Linked DNA regions of Mus musculus: region 2 is linked to region 1. A link is a contact called in public HiChIP or PLAC-seq data. All regions are on one chromosome and are shown on one strand. Each heading gives the region's core, a stretch centred on a gene start, on an enhancer-like site or on the middle of the called end of the contact. The rest is flanking DNA. Distances are from core to core; before and after follow the strand shown.

Region 1 (3,446 bases), core at 676-3,175:
GCTCCTAAGGTGTAATCTTCCCTTGTTAAGGGAAATAGGAACAGAGAAATAAAATGAATGATTTTAAAGAAATGAGGCTGTTTCCCACCCCACACATTGCTATATATAGTGGACTTCCACATAGGTGTTCTGTTTTGTTTTTAAGCTTAGGTTTTAGAGTGGTTTACATGTAGAGATCATTTGAAAAGTTCTGCTTCCAGCATATTTAGGTATGCTGAGCTGTCTTGTGGCTACATATTAGTTTTAGGAATCAGCCCACAACTCTGAAGAGGCAAGTTTGGTAGGTAAAATAAGTTATGGAATCTCTCTTTAGATCTAAACTTATTTACTATTGATGATTAAGTGAATTTTTTTAATCAGACTTTGTGTGGCTGTGGGATAACACAGGCAGCATTTGGAAACAGGTGCAGTAAAAGTTGGCATTCAGCAGAGTGTGTGTGTGTGTGTGTGTGTGTGTGTGTGTGTGTGTTTAGACTTTTATGGTTTTGAATCTTCAACCTTTAAAAATGAACAGTAAATAATTGGAAACAAAGAATGGGGGAAATGATTTTTAAATTATATCTTGTAAACTTTATTTTGTTGATACATAATTTTTATATCTGTCTTGCTTATCAGGAAGTCCTACAAGCAAGCTCCCAGTGGCCTCTCAGGCTTCCCAAGGAACAGGGTCCCCTATTCCTAAGATTCATGGAAGTAGTTTTTTGACATCTACTGTGAAGGTAAACTGTCCCTGCTTTACTATATTGCGCAAGCTCAGCGGGGGTGCTACCCAAAGACAGCATTTGATCCTGAAGATTATTTCTTCTTCACTTTCTTCCTGATATAGGAGACAGTGCTCAGCACATCTCTCAAGTGCTTACCCAGTACTAGTTGAAAGCTCAGTACGGGAAGAGGCAGCCTTACTTACTTCATTAAAAATACTCCTTGAGAGGCTGGAGAAATGGCTCAGCTGTTCAGAGTGCCTGCTGCTCTTAAAGGTCCCGGAAGCTACATAGCAGCTCACGGCTACCTGTAACTCCAGCTTCAAAGGATCTAATGCCACTTCTAGCCTTTTTAGGCACTGCACACACATGTGCAGACTCACACAGACACATATACATTCTCTATAAAAATGTTTGCCTGGCAGCATGGTTTCTGATGGTACAAGGAGCAAACCTTGTCCCCTTTGCACACATCAGCCTTAGTTAATTAATTTAAAAGTAATTCTTGGGCTGGTGAGATGGCTCAGTGGGTAAGAGCACCTGACTGCTCTTTCGAAGGTCCAGAGTTCAAATCCCAGCAACCACATGGTGGCTCACAACCATCCGTAAGGAGATCTGACTCCCTCTTCTGGAGTGTCTGAAGACAGCTACAATGTACTTACATATAATAAATAAATAAATCTTTAAAAAAAAAAAAAAAAAAAAAAGTAATTCTTAACCTCTTCAAATAGAGAGTAGTTCAGAATATCACCTATCCATACAGCATCCGACTTCTTCACATACTCAAGACAGTCTGCTCAGTATTTGGCCAAAGCACTTCCCTGTTTGGCTCCTGTTTTCTCAAGATGGTTATCTTACTTGAAAGCCTTTCAGATGCAGACTGCTGTCTGAGTGGCCCTGAGATGCAAATCTGCTTTAGTGAGTACCCACCCCAGCAGTTAACATTCCTCTAACTTAGTTGACAGGGATCACAGATGGTTTTCTGATCAGAATGAGGTTTTCTTGGAGTAACTCCCTTGAAAGTCTTACCTCTACCATTTATTTTTTAGTATTTGTTGATGACATTTCATTTCGTAGGCAAGTAGTAGTCTTAACTTTAATTATTTTCCTTAAAGTTCAATTTTGGCACATTATCTCTGAGATCTGCTTTTGTCTTTTGAGGTGGAGACAAAGGTCAGTGGTTTTTATCTCACTCTGCTGTTGCTTTCCATTTTCTATTCCCACTTCCTTCCTTTGATGGTTTGCTTGTTTTGTGGTAAGCTTTCACTGTAGTCTAGGCTGGAGCTTGGGACCGTCCTGTCTCCCCCTCCTGAGATACAGGGTTACCTTGGCCTAGAGCATTGTTTTCTTATCCTTTTTATTCCTTTGGAAAATTTATTTTCCAAATGTGAAACTCATTTTACATTTATCTGTATTCCAGATACTGAGTGAATTTTTCAAGACAAGTTGAGAGTATAAAAGAAAAAAAACACACACTCTAAAACATCACCATTATTTGTTAGAATAACTTACTTAGTGCCTGTGCTTTAGGAATATAAAGCCAAATACAACCCCTGTCCTCTACCATCTGGCAAAAGATCAGACATACATAAAGAATCAAATATTAGGAATGGACATAAAGATCAGTTGGTGTTGTGTGAAAAGACTTCCTAGGGAGATGCAGTGCTCATATCTATTCACTCCAGATAGGGAACCAACAACAGATCAAAGTCCACTGTGGTAAACCAATGAGTTTTTTATTGAGGTTACTTACATGAGTATGGGTGAGGGGTTACTTACAGGGGCAGAAATGACTCAAAAACAGCTGCTTCACCAAGGCCCAGCCCAGGAAGGGTGCTGACTCACAGAAGCAAGGAAACCTGGAGTAGGTTAGAGTATCCTTTCCTAGTGACTATGTTAGTCAGGCAGCCTTGCTGGTTTTTCTCCTCCTTGCTGGTCTGATCTCAGGGCCTTTCCTGCAGCTTGCCTTGTCTTTCTTGCTTACTCTGAGAGGGGGGCCCTCGTGAATCTGCTCAGCTATTTTGAGACGTTTACCTTTGCCTTAAGGAACTTCCCTGGGAGATAGAGCATGTCAGTCTCCAAGAAACTGCTACACAACACTGGTAGAGTGCTTCTCCTACATGCACAGAGCTTTGGGTTCCGTCCCCAATGCCACATAAAAACAAGTGTGAGGTTGTAAGCATGTAATCCCAGCACTCGAGAAGTAGAGGCAGGAGCATCAGAAGTTCAAGGTTTTCTTTAGCTAGATAGTGAAACCAACCTGGTCTACCTGACACCCTGTCTTATAGGACTGTAACATCCATCAGGACACAGGTGAGTAGCCTTTTGCTGAGCTGATTTCCTGATTTTTCAGGCAGGGTTTCAGTGTTTAGTCCAGGCTAGACTTGAACTAACAGTCCTCCTTTGTCAGCCTCCTGTGCAGTGAGTTACTACTGGTGCTCAGATGGAATTGCATACCTCATTTTTTATTTGCTTTTAAAAAGGAAATTACAGTAAATGTATAGAAGCTTAGAAGATCTCTAGCATTGTGGGTTTTTGTTTTGTCGTGTGTGTGTGTGTGTTGCTGGCTGTGGTAGGTTTGTATTAAGTAGATAATATTACTGTATTAAGTGTACTAAGTGGCTAGAGTATCTGAAAGCATCCGTTTGGGCCTGTTATATAATATATAGTAATGTTTTTACATACAGCAGGAGGAGTCTTTATTCGCATCTATGCCACCTCTTTGCCCAATTGGTAGTCACCCTA
Region 2 (3,314 bases), core at 103-2,602, 170 kb after region 1:
CCCAAACATGAGCTGAACAAGGAGGACACCAGTGCACAGGCCAAACTCCACAGGAAAGGCACTGAAAGCCTCAGGCCTGCACGAAGCACTACGGCAGCTGAAAAAGCTGGAAGTGGGGGAGGAGGCCCTCCCAGGGAAGAGCACGCAGCTGGTACTCTTCCCGTACTGCCAGCCAGTCAGGCAGCCCTGAAAACATACATACATACATACATACATACATACATACATACATACAAGCGACACTGTATGAACTCAACTAGACCAGATTAAGAATGAAAATGACGTATGGTTTATACTTCAGAGACAGGGCCCAAGAGAGAGCCCTGAGCTGGAACTTACCTGGGTGCCTCTTCCCTGACAATACAGCTACATACATAACGCAAAGCTGTATTTGGGGAAAAAATATATACGCATGCAATTACAATTGATGGAGAAAGGGACCGTGAACTTGAGAGAGAGTGGGGAGGGGCATAAAGGGAGTAGGGGGGGTGGACGGAAGAGAGGGAGGCAGAAATACTGTAACTAAAACACAATCTCAAATAAAAGTAAAAAAAAAAAATTAAGTATAGAAAATGGTGTATGGTTTTAATGAGTATAAGGAAAATGTTATGTAGTCTCCCATAAGCCTGAAGCAGGCTATCTAGAACCTGACCTTGCTGCCACTAAGGAGATTATGTAGGGTGGAGCCTTCCTGCCTAGATCACCCTATTGTTCTGCCACTGCCACTGTTCTTCTTCAAGATACTGCTACCTGATGAGAGGCCCCCCAGAGCTATTCTAGAGATTACACCCGCTCCAAGGATGAATTGGCGGGAATGGACTTTCCCCCCTCTTTTATAAAGCATGTCCGCCATTAAAAATTTGAACCTTGAGCAGACTAGCATGTCTTGGTTTCATTATTTCTCAACCAGCCTAGGTTCCCTCTTCTCTTCCAGATTCCAAGATGCCTTCCAGGCTCGAAACCGGACATGTGAGCCTCTGGCCCGCCCCAACAATGTTACATTAGCTTAACTGAAAAACAAGGTTTCTGAGTGTGACACGTTTAACTCTAGAAAGCAGCCAGTTCTTCAGGAACTCTTAAGGTTGAGACTGCTGAGCCTCAGAAGTGGGGATGAGACAGGTAGAGAAAGTGAGGCTCCTCACCCACATTCAGGACAGAAAGAACAAAAGAACTCCAAAAGGAGCCAGAAAGGCCTGCAGCATCCTGACCTTGATATAGTGGTTGATCCTCTCCACGGAAGTGAACCGTGCTTCTGTCTCCGATGCCAGTCTGACGGTGAACTGGAATAGTCCAGTTAACTGAAAGTAAGAGACAGGAGCGAAGAGAGAAGCCGTGTCAGTACAGGGCGAGCAGGCAGAGGGCGCTTCCTAAACCTGCAGCCGCCACACAGATCCAACCAGCGCCCACACATGCAGCATGAAGTCTCCAGCCTCAGTGGTTGTCTTGCACTTAACACCACACCCAATACCCTCATAGAACACAGCACCGAGTCACACTGGTGCACCATGCTTTTGTGCTCTTGGTTTCCAGTAACACATGTCTTAAGCTGTGTAACCGCTGAACCACCCTCAGCCTGTTACTGGCAACCAGAACACACGGACAGTCCAACCTGTAAGCAAGTAGGGAAAACACTTCCAGGAAGTGCTGTAAGAGACAGCACAGCCCTGTGCACCTTAGAAGACTGTGTGGCACACAGCCAGCTGGTGAGTCTAGACAGAAGCCTGGGCATGCACAAAGACACCCTCTTTGGAGTTCATTTGCCTTATTTTTATCTTTGCAATATGTTTAAAAACAAACAAAACAGCCAAAAATCACATAACAGGCCGGGTGGTGGTGGCTTACGCCTTTAATCCCAGCACTTGGGAGGCAGAGGCAGGTGGACTTCTAAGTTTGAGGCTAGCCTGGTCTACAGAGTGAATTCCAGGACAGCTAGAGCTACACAGAGAAACCCTGTCTCAAAGAAAAAAAATATCACACAACAGTATGATAGTATAATAACTCCTGGGAGCCAGAATGTTCCCTGAATACATAATCCATTTATAGTCAATGCTGCTTCACGTACATTCCCAACGGTTCCACTCCATTCTGTGGAGCAGAACCCTAACACTACCATGATATAGTTAAGTATTTCAGCTCATGCCTCTCTAAAATATAATACAGCTCCAATAACACTTTTAAAATTTGATAGAAGCCGGGCGTGGTGCCGCACGCCTTTAATCCCAGCACTCGGGAGGCAGAGGCAGGCGGATTTCTGAGTTCGAGGCCAGCCTGGTCTGCAAAGTGAGTTCCAGGACAGCCAGGGCTACACAGAGAAACCCTGTCTCCAACCCCCCTCACTCCCAAAAAATTGATAGAAATTACTTGTGTGGACTGATGTCAAACACCTTTAAATAGTCAGTGGTCAAATTCACAGACTCGTTTGGAGCTATTTGAGGTCCTTCAATCATCCCTCGGGATGAGCGGCTTCTGCTTATTTATCACATTGGGAGAAAAAGGATTCTAAACAGAAAGCACAGTGAGCAGCAAATGGAAGCTGGTACACTACTCAGGAAAGTATGAAGGTCCCAGCGATGAAACGGCGGTGAGCACACCTACAGGCACACTTTCATGTGTTTCCTTAGAGGATAATGTGTATTTCTTTTCTTTCCTTTTTCTGAGACAGGGTCCTACTTGGCTGTCCTGGAACTTGCTATGTATGCAAGTCTGGTCTCAAATCATCGGGATCCCATTGTCTCTGCCTCCCAACTACTGGTATTGAATATTTCTGTGCTAGGCATGGTGGCATACAGCTTTAATCCCAACACTCAGAAGGCTGAGGCAGGCAGATTTATTTCTGAGTTCAAGGCTAGGTTGGTCTACATTAGTGAGTTCTAGGAGAGCCAAGGTTAAAAAGTGAGACTCTTAAAACGAACAAACACATGTATTTAATACACATAGCAGATTATTTTAATTCTAATTCTCCTCCCCAACCCTCTTCCCTCGTCAAGTGCCCACAACTGACCTGCACAGCGTAGGAGATGGCAAGCCCCGCATAGGCTGAAGGGATCTGTCCATGCATGAGAACAATCATCAGGCCAGTGGTGGTAATCAGGGCAATGCTGATGAGGTCCAGCCGCACTGCCAGCCACCTCATTGCACAGGTGAACAGGAAAAAGGGAGCCTGGTTGTCATCCAGGAGCTCCTGATACCTGTGAGGAAGAGGAAATGGCAAAAGGATAAACAGAGCCACACACCCCCCCCGCATGGGCTGCTGTCAACCCGCCAGTGGATCAGAGTCCAGGGCAAGTACTTTCAGATCTTCAACCACAGAATTA

The links. HiChIP or PLAC-seq counts read pairs in DNA pulled down with a chosen protein or histone mark.
Region 2: an H3K27ac HiChIP or PLAC-seq map of embryonic stem cells shows a contact between it and region 1, with 11 read pairs. The contact joins two enhancer-like sites. A contact is called at or near these places in 3 of 484 Hi-C or Micro-C datasets (cortical neurons, embryonic stem cells and nephron progenitors), 1 of 115 datasets of contacts at active chromatin or transcription factors (embryonic stem cells) and 3 of 9 other capture datasets (adipose tissue, liver and pancreatic islet).

The regions. Positions count from the first base shown.
Region 1 is chr16:20,189,771-20,193,216 of GRCm38.p6, forward strand. It overlaps Yeats2 (YEATS domain containing 2), which reads left to right. Exons shown (of 31, transcript NM_001145930.1): 13 at 616-719; 14 at 3,389-3,446. Among named protein-coding and RNA genes, the nearest start is that of Gm41431, 45 kb to the right of the region's middle. Within about 2 kb of position 1,926, at least 52 of the 459 cell types and tissues checked have an H3K27ac peak or open chromatin away from gene starts, as enhancers often do. A contact at or near this core is called in embryonic stem cells, where this site is marked.
Region 2 is chr16:20,360,974-20,364,287 of GRCm38.p6, forward strand. It overlaps Abcc5 (ATP-binding cassette, sub-family C (CFTR/MRP), member 5), which reads right to left. Exons shown (of 30, transcript NM_013790.2): 23 at 3,002-3,188; 24 at 1,209-1,298. Among named protein-coding and RNA genes, the nearest start is that of Cyp2ab1, 37 kb to the left of the region's middle. Within about 2 kb of position 1,353, at least 23 of the 459 cell types and tissues checked have an H3K27ac peak or open chromatin away from gene starts, as enhancers often do. A contact at or near this core is called in embryonic stem cells, where this site is marked.